Linked DNA regions of Mus musculus: region 2 is linked to region 1. The links are chromatin contacts, called in public Hi-C maps. All regions are on one chromosome and are shown on one strand. Each heading gives the region's core, a stretch centred on a gene start, on an enhancer-like site or on the middle of the called end of the contact. The rest is flanking DNA. Distances are from core to core; before and after follow the strand shown. Region 1 has its middle 29 kb from the start of Mir6404. Region 2 overlaps Shank2 (SH3 and multiple ankyrin repeat domains 2).

The links. Hi-C and Micro-C count contacts between places; a contact is called where the count stands out from the background.
Region 2: a contact with region 1 is called in a Hi-C map of cerebral cortex, with 2.4 times the contacts expected there. The contact joins two enhancer-like sites. A contact is called at or near these places in 10 of 484 Hi-C or Micro-C datasets (the HL-1 cell line, cerebellum, cerebral cortex and 4 more).

The regions. Positions count from the first base shown.
Region 1 is chr7:143,901,976-143,907,089 of GRCm38.p6, reverse strand. No RefSeq gene overlaps it. Among named protein-coding and RNA genes, the nearest start is that of Mir6404, 29 kb to the left of the region's middle. Within about 2 kb of position 1,254, at least 11 of the 459 cell types and tissues checked have an H3K27ac peak or open chromatin away from gene starts, as enhancers often do. A contact at or near this core is called in cerebral cortex and cortical neurons, where this site is marked.
Region 2 is chr7:144,204,645-144,209,959 of GRCm38.p6, reverse strand. The region is part of intron 4 of Shank2 (SH3 and multiple ankyrin repeat domains 2); the gene reads right to left. Among named protein-coding and RNA genes, the nearest start is that of Shank2, 32 kb to the right of the region's middle. Within about 2 kb of position 1,924, at least 24 of the 459 cell types and tissues checked have an H3K27ac peak or open chromatin away from gene starts, as enhancers often do. A contact at or near this core is called in cerebral cortex and cortical neurons, where this site is marked.

The DNA of each region.
Region 1 (5,114 bases), core at 5-2,504:
TTTGGATCTGTTGTTGAAGAAATCTAGACAAGAAGTTTAGGAGGCAGGGTGTCACAAAAAGGAGACAGAGGGTTAAGAATTTCATACCGGGCTGACAGCTATCTACTGGCGAGAGGCGTGGAGCTGTTTCTTATGTTTTTGGAGACCCATCTGGAGCTGTTGGATCTTATTTTTTACTATACCCAACTGGCTGACAGAAAAGCAACACTCCTTCCTAAGGAAAAGGCAAAGACCACCTCTCTCTACTGTTAGTAGATCTGATCCTCGATGGTGTTTTAGCACTGTGGCAGCCAGTGAGTCTGCTTGGTCCCACAGGGTGAGGATGATCTGAGCCACCTGTTCGAGATCCTGGATGAACTTAGAGCAAAACTGATAATACTTAGGGAAGTGGTCAGTCCTCTTCCCCAGTGTCTATTCCCAGGGCTGCCAAGAAGGGTAAGACCTGAACTTCTTGTTTGCCATATGTCTTAGTCAGGGTTTCTATTCCTGTACAAACATCATGACCAAGAAGCAAGTTGGAGAGGAAAGGGTTTATTAGCTTACACTTTCCACATTGTTGTTGATCACCAGAGGAAGTCAGGACTGGAACTCAAGCAGGTCAGGAAGCAGGAGCTGATGCAGAGGCCATGGAGAGATGTTATTCACTGGTTTGCTTCCCCTGGCTTGCTCAGCTTGCTTTCTTATAGAACCCAAGACTACCAGCCCAGGAATGGCACCACCCACAATGGGCCCTCCCCATTTGTTCACTAATTAAGTAAATGCCTTATCACTGGATCTCATGCAGGCATTTTCTCAACTGAAGCTCCTTTCTCTGTGATAACTCCAGCCTATGTCAAGTTGACACACAAAACCAGCCAGAACACCATACCGTGCCACTCTAAATCCTGTGATGGGAACCAGCAAGGGTTCTTCACCAAGTACCACTCCTAGTTTTGAGGAAAAGAACACCAGGACGTGAGTTCCTAGATCACCCAGAGGCTAGGCAATGGTACACTGGAGCAGAGGATTGAGGTGTTGCAAACATTCGGACATGTGGGCTGGGTGGTAGTACTCAGGGTCAGGATGTTATACAGTCTGTGGAATCCAGTGTGCCTCAAGTGTGTCCCTGAGGAGTTAAAGCAGTCTACAGCAGCAAGAGGGATGGAAGGGCTTAAGAAAGCTACAAGACTTAGCAGGCAGCTCCTAAGGACAGGAGGCAAGGAAACCGGGAGGGTTCCAATATGAGAGGAGCGAGTGTCTTAGTAACTAGACAGCTGCCCACGCAGTGGAGAGGTTTGGAATTGGCATCCATGCCTCCCACTTGGTGTATTCTGTCAATGCCACCAATCAGCTGGCCTGCCAGCTTGAGGGAGGAGCTTCCAGTTGGTGAGCTGTGCAGTATACTAGGGCAACAGGGGCTGTGGTACCCTGCTCCAGATCCTCCTTAGCCATCATTCAGCCTGAAGCTGCTCAGAAGCATGGCTCTGCCAACAGAGGCAAGCTGGAGGGTGAAGGGTGTATGTTCCCTTTCTCCATGATCAGCATGTTTATCTTCTAAAGTAAAGATCAGCCAGAAGCCTACAGGTCCCTCAAGGCCCCATCACAGCTGTGGGAGCCAGCTCTACAGACTATGCTGGACTTTCTCCTGAGGGGAACAGCTGGACATCCTGGCCTAGCTGGCAGCTTTGAAGCTTCCCCATGGACAGAGAGGGACAGATGGTGGACCTCCGCTCATCCCTCTCCCAGCTCCCAAAGGCACTTAGCTGTGCAGAGGCACATGGATGCAGATGGCCATGGCAGGAGGCTCTCTGCCTGCCTCTGCAGCCCAAGTGGCTGCACAGTCCTGGGGACCTTGAGCCCAAACTCATAGAGGATCAGGGTATCTGAAAGGTTTGTCCCCACTTCCTGCATTGTAGACTCTTGAGTGGACTTCTGTTGAGTTCTGGCTCTGAGTGGGAGTGGGTGGGGGTTGGGAGAGTGCACTGCAACCCATGGGCTTTAGCATGAGCTGGGCCACAGTTGGGTGGGAGCAAGCAGCCCTGTGGAGTCTCTAAGCCTGAGCCAGACTCCTCTAATAGCAGTAAGATATCACAAGCCAATTCTGGTGTGGCCCTTATTCTCAGTGGGATAATCTCACCACCCCCCACTCACCAGTGAGGCCACAAGGTGAAGTTTGGCTCAGGGCCACACATGAACCATCACAGCCTGGCTCCACTAGAGCAACCTGCCCTGGGTGCCCTGGCTATAGTACCTGGATGTTTGCCTGAAAGTCTTCTGCAGAGAGGGGATGCTCAGGTTTGGGGTCTAGAAAAAGCTGTTACATGGGACCTCAGGTGTCTGTGTCAGTTTGTCTTGGAACTGTGATCAGCAATGCTGGGTCCCAGTGGGTCCTTGTCCTAGTTTGGCATCTGTTGTTGTGATAAAACATCAATATCAAAAGAAACTTTGGGAGGAAAGGGTCTGTTTGGCTTATAGGTTATGGTCCATCATCAAGGGAAGTCAAGGCAGGAACCTGGAAGCAGGAACTGAAACAGAGGCCATGGAAGAATGCTGCTTACTGACTTGATCCAAGGCTCACATTGAACCAGCTTTCTCATATAGCCCAGACCCACCACCAAACCAAGTATGACACCACTCACAATGGGCTGGGCTTTTCCACACCAGCAATAATTTAAAAAAAAGTTCCAGACATTCCCATAAGCCAATCTGATGGAGGTAATTCCTCAATTGAAGTTCCTGCTTCTCAGTGGGCCAAGTTGATAACCAAGTGTAACTACCATAGTTGCCATCCTCAGATCTGCACTCATAGATATCCTCACTCCAGCAAAGGGGCTCTCAACTGACCCTTACCACTGTGAGCAAAGATATTACACAAAAACAGCACCTGTGCTGTGAAGGTGGTACCTGCGCATCTCCTGCCCGCCCCTTCCCCCATCAAATACAATGGCTGACATCTGGACATGGTTGTTGGTGGTTAAATGTCACAGGGATGTTACTGACAGCAGGATACAGGCTTTGAAGTCAAGCCTGTTACCCTCACTTGTGCAGAGAGGCCCAGGGATCAAGCAAGGCTAATGTCCACTTAGGTCCCTGAAACAGCCACCCTGGCAGCCTTCCACTGTCTCTCACTGGTGTCATCTGGTGTGTGTGTGTGTGTGTGTGTGTGTGTGTGTGAGAGAGAGAGAGAGAGAGAGAGAGAGAGAGAGAGAGAGAGATATTCACATAAGAAAGTGGCTGAGGAAGGCACTTGACACCAACACTAGCCTACACACACACTCATTCATGCATATGCACATGTACACATATGTATGTGTGTACACAAAGCATTTCAAGACAAGGGGATAGAGAGATGGCTCAGGGCTTAAAAGCACCAGCTGCTCTTCCAGAGGACCCAGGTTCATTACCCAGCATGGTAGCTCACAACCACCTGTATCTCCAGTTGCAGGGATCTGTCATATTGTTTTCTGGCCTCAATGGACACTGCACCTATATAGTGTATAAATATACATCCAAATAAACACTCTGCCAAGGATTTCCCAGCATCCAGTTCCCAGAGGAAGACAGTGAAAGGAGGGTATGGGGTCGATTGCATGGCCAAAATCCATTTGGCAATTTAACTCTTTCTTTAACTCATTGCTAGTTTGTGGCCAAAAGCTGCTGGCTTTTGGAAATTTAACTCCTGCTTATAGCAGGAGGAAATTAAGGAAAAGGCTTACTTACCTGGGATCTTTTCTTTCTGGTTCAAGGATCCCTGGGCTAGCCAGGCAAGAGAGTCAGAGTTTGTTAACTCTTCCTGAGCCAGAGAGGAAATAAAAAGGAAAACAAGATGAAGGTTAGGCACACAGCCACACGTACTCTCTCTGGCTGGGCCTGACCACCTGTTTCATCAATTTTTACAATGCTCATGCATATTTATATACATATATCTACATATATAGAGACAGACAGACATATACTTATTCATTTGTGGATGGAGCAAAGCCCCGAAAGCCACACTTTATTTATTCTTTCTGAGTTCTTATACCTTCTTAGACAAAGGTTCTTTATAAATTACCTCACAGATAAAATGTTACACGTTTTATACAAGGGGAGTTACAGAAGGATGTTGATATTAAAAGCAGTGTTTCATTCTGTAAGCTCATAAGTTCAAAGCAATGATGTCACATAGCCTTGCTCTATCATAGTGGACACCTGTGGCTTTATCCTTGGACCTAACCTACAATGAGCGTTTTTCCTTTCACAATTTTCACAAGTGTAATTCTCTTCTTAGTGCAATTCATGAAACCTCATTGTATTCCTTATTATGCAGCCTTTACTTACTATTCTGTGAGGAGGGGGAGCATTCTTTTCTTGACTCTAACTTTATTACATCTTTGTGGCAAAACAACTAAAACCATCTCCTAAAACTTTCTTCTTAAATTTATTTGAATCAAATCAGGAATGCTATAATTAATTCATCTAAACAGCATTAATTCATGAATGTTCATCTTCATGTTGATTTGTAGGGAATTTACCCAATAGGGTGGGCTGATACCCAGGAATCACTGGGCTATGTAATAATGACAGGAAAAGCATATCAGCAGTGAGGATCAATCCTGGGACCAAGTCTCCGGGGCTGTGCCTCTCCAGAGTGCACCCATTGCAGCCATGCCAAACTGTGGGCCATCTCCAGGAGACACATTTGCTTGCCATAGCCTTTCCTAGATGGCTTCTGTCAACATAAATAAATAAATATTTGAAAAAAGAATATCTGGATGAGTCATAGTGAAGTCAAGTAAATGAATTTATTGTCTAGACAGATATACAGGGAAAGGATGGATAGCGCACACACCCTCATGGGTACAGGCTTCTTAAGAGAACCCTGCTTAGGTTTTAAAAGGCTATGTGCTTCTGAATCTTTCTGAGTCATATCTCTCTAAGAATACAATTTATGAGGTTTAAAGACTTAATATTTAACTAAAAAGTTTAAGTTAAGTAAATATATATGCACTGCCTTTCTTATTTTTCTTAAAGATCCATACATGAGATTGTAAGCATCAAACTCAAGGGCAGAAGTGTTCTGGTTGGAGGTAAGCATGGTTCATCTGTTGTTTTGAGCATCCTTGTCTGCTGGCTTTAGGAAAATGCACATTATT
Region 2 (5,315 bases), core at 675-3,174, 300 kb before region 1:
ACATGCCTTTAATCCAAAGAACTCAGGAAGCAAGAACAGGCAGATGTCAGCCTGGTCTGCATAGTAAGTTCTAAGGCAGCCTGGGTTATATATATAGTATAGCTGCAAGCCTAGACCCAAAGAGGAAGAGATAGGTGTATTCCTGGGGCTTACTGGGTCTAGCCTATTACTTGATGAGTTTTAGGCCAGAGAGAAAGACCCTGTCTCAGATAACAATGTGGAACATGTCCTAAGGAGAAATAGCTGGGGTTGACCAGTTGACCCTATACACACACACACACACACACACACGGGTTGATTTCCCCACATGTATACACACATATGCAAACACAATTTTCTAGCACATAGAAACATTTTTACCATTTCTCAAAAAGTTTAACATGGCAATTCTATTCCCATAAAATTATATACCTTGAAACATTAAAGGCAGGCAATCTAAGTCCTCCTCTGCTGCTGGGCAGATGAGTCCTCAGACATGCATGGAGGGAGGGTCCTGACCTTAGGAAGGAGTTTCACACCTGAAGGGGCTCAGCAGACATGGTGCTGAGTAACAAAAGCCTGACCATGGGGGTCTGAGCTGTCCCAGAGCCAGCAGCCTAATGCAGATAGCTCCTGGTGTGTGGACAGGAGTCCCACCTCACATACAGGATAGATGTTCATGGAGCCTGGATACCCACAGGGCTCTGAGGCAGTGAGTGAGAGGTCATGATCAAGGTAGATAAAGTGCCACTACCTCCTGAGAGACAAAAGAAGAGGGGCCCAAAGAAGCCATAAAAGTCAAGGAGGCCTCTTGTGAAGAAAAGGGGAAGGGCTGGAGGGGTGCTGAGCCTGCAGGGGAGGGGAAGGACCTCTATCCTTCCCCTTTCCTTCTCTGCTGAGTTAGGAAGGGTCAGCCAGGGCAGCCCAATGGGAAGAGCATTGGCACCTGGAACAGCACACACAGCGCTCAGTGCTCTGAGTCTGGGCTGCAGAGAGGTGTGGGATGTCCTGATGCTTTGCTCCTTGTTCAGACAGAAGGGGGCCTTGAACTTCAGGAGGCAGGCTGTCCCTGCAGCCTTTGTTTGGCATCTTAATTTGCAGCCTGCATTCTGATTGTCTTCCAAAGCAAGGGAGATGGTTTCCAACTGGGCCCAGTGAGCTAGTTCAGCTGGTACAAAGGCACTTGCCTCTAAGCTTGACCACTGGAGTTCTCTCCCTGGGCCCCATGTGGTGGAAAGAGATAGTGAACATTTGTAAGCTGGTTTCCCTGCAGGTCTCACTTGTAGGAGAAACAAAGTGGTGGGGACAGCCTGGGGCAGCAAGGAGTGTGGAAAAGAAAAGAGGGCAGGGTGGGAGGGGGCAGTGGCAGTAGCTGCTGCACAAAACAGAGCTGTCACCATTCCAGCAAGGATCTGCATGACATTTCTGGGTAGACCTGGCTAACCAAGGATCTGCATGACATTTCTGGGTAGACCTGGCTAACCAGATGGGTGGAAGGGAGTCCTGAGTATTCGTATTTGCTTAAGCCCCTGTGTGAGAGGTAACTCTCCCTTCATCCCCTGCATCTGCCCTTGGTGTCATGGTACCCTCTGGGATAGGGTGAGCATTCTGCTGCAGGTAGAGGGCACCCCTATATCTCTATATCTCCCTTACAGACCCTTCCTAGGTGATGGCCACTTATCATCAGCCTGTACCAGCCTCCTCAGCAGGCCCAGATTCACAGGAAAATATGGCCTTTCCCCAAATGTCACCCAATGTCAGACTTCCTGCCTGGAATCCAGCTCCAGGCATCAGGCAGCCTCTGTTGGCCAGTAGGGGGTAGGAGAGTAAGTGACTACATGCCTTTTCTGCCTGGAGGGGGAGCACTGCCTGCATCAGGCCAGGGAACCTCAGCTCCTGGAGAAAGTGGGTCAGCCGACTCCCTCAGCGGCCACAGCTCTGCTGCTCTCCTTTGCTCTTGGAAGCGGCCCCGTTTGGATGACAAATGAGGCAGTCACCCTGGCAATCAGACTCCTTCTAGGACTGTCCACGAGGGAAGCCGGAGTTTCAGGAATGGGAACTGGGTCAGGTCGTCACCAGGGCTTTGTATCTGTGCCAGAACTCAAGGACAGCTCTGTCCCAAATAGTACAGGAGTCGTGTATCCACCTGACTGCTGGGCAGACACAGTGAGCCTGCATGGAGCATGCCTCGGGCTTCGGTAATGGCGCAGAAAACAGAACGCACACACATGCACATGTGTCCAGATATAAAGGACATGCACACGCGTGTATAGGTGAAAATTGTGTGCACACATGTACAGGTGCAAGCACCAAGTATATGAACATATGTGTAGCTGCACTGTGTGTGTGCACACAAATTCATGTAAATCTAAGTACTACGAATGTACATACATGCAGTTATAAGTGATATCATGCATATACTTATTGTAGGTCTGACTACAGTGAGGACACCTGAACATATTGCAGTTATAAGTCATGTACACACTCATGTGCAGATATGTGTCTATGCATGCATGCCCCCATGAACATGTATGTCACATGCACGTGTGCTCATGTGTATGCACACACTATGGCATGCCTCTGCACCCTGCCATGAATGTGTACACGGGCATCTCTCATCTGGTGTTCTGTGAGGGTTACAGTGCTGCATTTCATGGGGAGGTGCCAGCTGGCTTGCCCGGCGCACGAAGCTGCCATGAGCTCTCTCACTGCCTACTTACACCCAGCTGTGGAAGAACATGTGTGCCAATGGAGCTTCTGGACGGTTCCTAGCAGCTGGACAGAGGATCTGGACCCTCAGGAAAGGTCCTCTAGCTGAGAGTCTGGTGTGTGACCCTCAGGGAGAGAGTTCTAGTCTATGCTGCTCAGCCCTCTCTTCTTCCTTTGCCTTGGGAGTCCTCCAGTAAGATGAAGTGTCAGAACCTGCTGTAGTCAAACAAAGAGCACACTTACATCTTGGCCCACTAAGTGCGGATGACAAGGGAATCTACTAAGTTGTGGAAGTCAATAGCATGTGTGGAGCAGCTACACCAGACTGAGTGGCATTTGTAGGGGAGCTGGCAGCATTGTGTGCAGATATAACCTAAGGCAAACACACACACACACACACACACACACACACACACACACACACACATTACAGATGCTCTAATCAAAGCAAAGAACCTGAAGGATGGGGCTGTTACAAGTGCTGAGGCCTTGGTGCACAACCTCAGCTCTGGCTGAGAGTGGATGAAGCTGCTTTTCCCCCACAGTAGATTAGCAACTCACTAAGTGCATGAGCTGGACACATACCCCAGCAGCCAGGCACCTCCACGGTCCACGCCTGCCTTTCCCACCAGCGTCGTAGCCAGCTCTAGAGGCACTTAGAACAGATGACCTTTAATCTGTGTGTTCCTCCCCAGAGGTCTACTGGTGAAGATCTCTAGGGATCCATGGAGGGACCTTGGGGCCAGCAAAACCTGATGACAAGTTTGTGAGACCTGGCGCAGGGAGACAGCAGGGCCCTTTGTCCAAAACAGTAGGAATTTCAACAGCATCAAATAAGCATGAAGCAGGTGGCGTGTGGGATGGCTGGGAAGCTAAGCTTTCCTGGCTCAAGAACAGGTATATTCTGTCTCCCACGACTGTGCTTCAGCACCCATGGAAGGTCCCATTTTTATAAGGCTGTAAAGAACTAAGCCATACTCCTCTTGACCTCTTGAGCACCCTAGGAGAGGGGGGGGGAGAGGGGGAGAGAGAGAGAGAGAGAGAGAGAGAGAGAGAGAGAGAGAGAGAGAGAGAGGCTACATCCAACCTAGGTACCTGCCCACATAATATTGTACTTTGCTTCAGCAAAGTAGCATTGTGCCTACAGTTCGAAGAACTTTTTCCAGCACGGGGGTGTGTGTGACTTTCACAGAGCCACAGAGCAAAGCTACTCACCAATGCCAGTCACAGCCAACCACAGCCTGGCAGGCCCTCAGATGTTAATCAGTGCTGATGAGATAGCTCAGTAGGTAAGGGTGCTTGCTGCACAAACATGAGGACCTGAATCCAAAACCACAGAGCTGCATAAAAAACCGGCTGGAGCTACATGCATACCTGTAACCCAGCCCTGTGTGGGGCAGGGACAGGGGGCTCACTGGGGCTTTCAGGCCACCAGTCAAGCTCCAGGTTCATGGAGGGACCCCATCTCAAAGGAATAAGGTAGAGTGAGAAAGCAGGACACCATATGTCCTCCTCTGGCTTCCTCATGTGCATGCATACACCAACACACATATGCAAACATAACACACACACACATGTGCACACATGCACTTGCACATGTGCTTAAACATAGCCATCACACAACCCAACATTTCTACCCTTACATATAAACCTGAGAGAACAGAATAGACTAACCAAAACCTATACCTGAATGTTCACAGCCAAAAATGAGTCACAAACAGCCAAAGGGTGGGAACAACTTAAGTGCCCATCCAGAGACTGATAAAATGTGCCATGTATATGCAAATGCAAAGGAATTAGCCACAAAAAAAGAATGATAAGCCTTTTGCTAAATTAAAATAGTCACTTGTGAAAGACTATCTTCTGATGAATTCCATGACATGAACTGCCCGGAGCCAGCAGGAGAGTTGGTGGCTGCCAAAGGCTGATGAGAGAGGGAAGCAAGAGACTGTTTTGGGTGCCAGCTTTATAGTTAAGGCACTAGAGCATATTGGAATTCAATACACTGAGGTTTTTCAGAACTATGTGAATAAAAAGAAGAAAAGAAGAGGAGAGGAGAGGAGAGGAGAGGAGAGGAGAGGAGAGGAGAGGAGAGGAGAGGAGAGGAGAGGAGAGGAGAGGAGAGAAGAGAAGAGAAGAGAAGAGAAGAGAAGAGAAGAGAAGAGAAGAGAAGAGAAGAGAAGAGAAGAGAAGCGAAGCAAAGCTAAGCTGTTGTGCCATGCACTTTAAAAGGCTAAAATTTTTGGTGTGATGATTATATTACAGTTTAACAAAACACCGGCGAGCCACCCCCAGATGTCCCTCGGAGCTCTTCAGGGGTCATCTGACAGGCTGCAGCTGACCACCAAGAGTTAATTCTGCGACTTGATTTTATTAACTGCCCTAAAGATTCCTGAAGGCACGTTGGCTGAAGTCACACACTGACCTTAGTCTAGTCCATGCCAGTGAACAGTCCCAAGGTGGCCCCTGCCCCCCTGCCCCCTGCCCCTTACAGCATCTTCCTGGATCCCCTGGAGAACACGGGCTCCTCCTAGACTCTAGCGTGCCTGTGCTCCTGACCCTGGCTAGGGACAGGGGCCACACAGTGCACCCTCCCACAGTGGCTGTAAGATTTGCTCAAGCAGGAG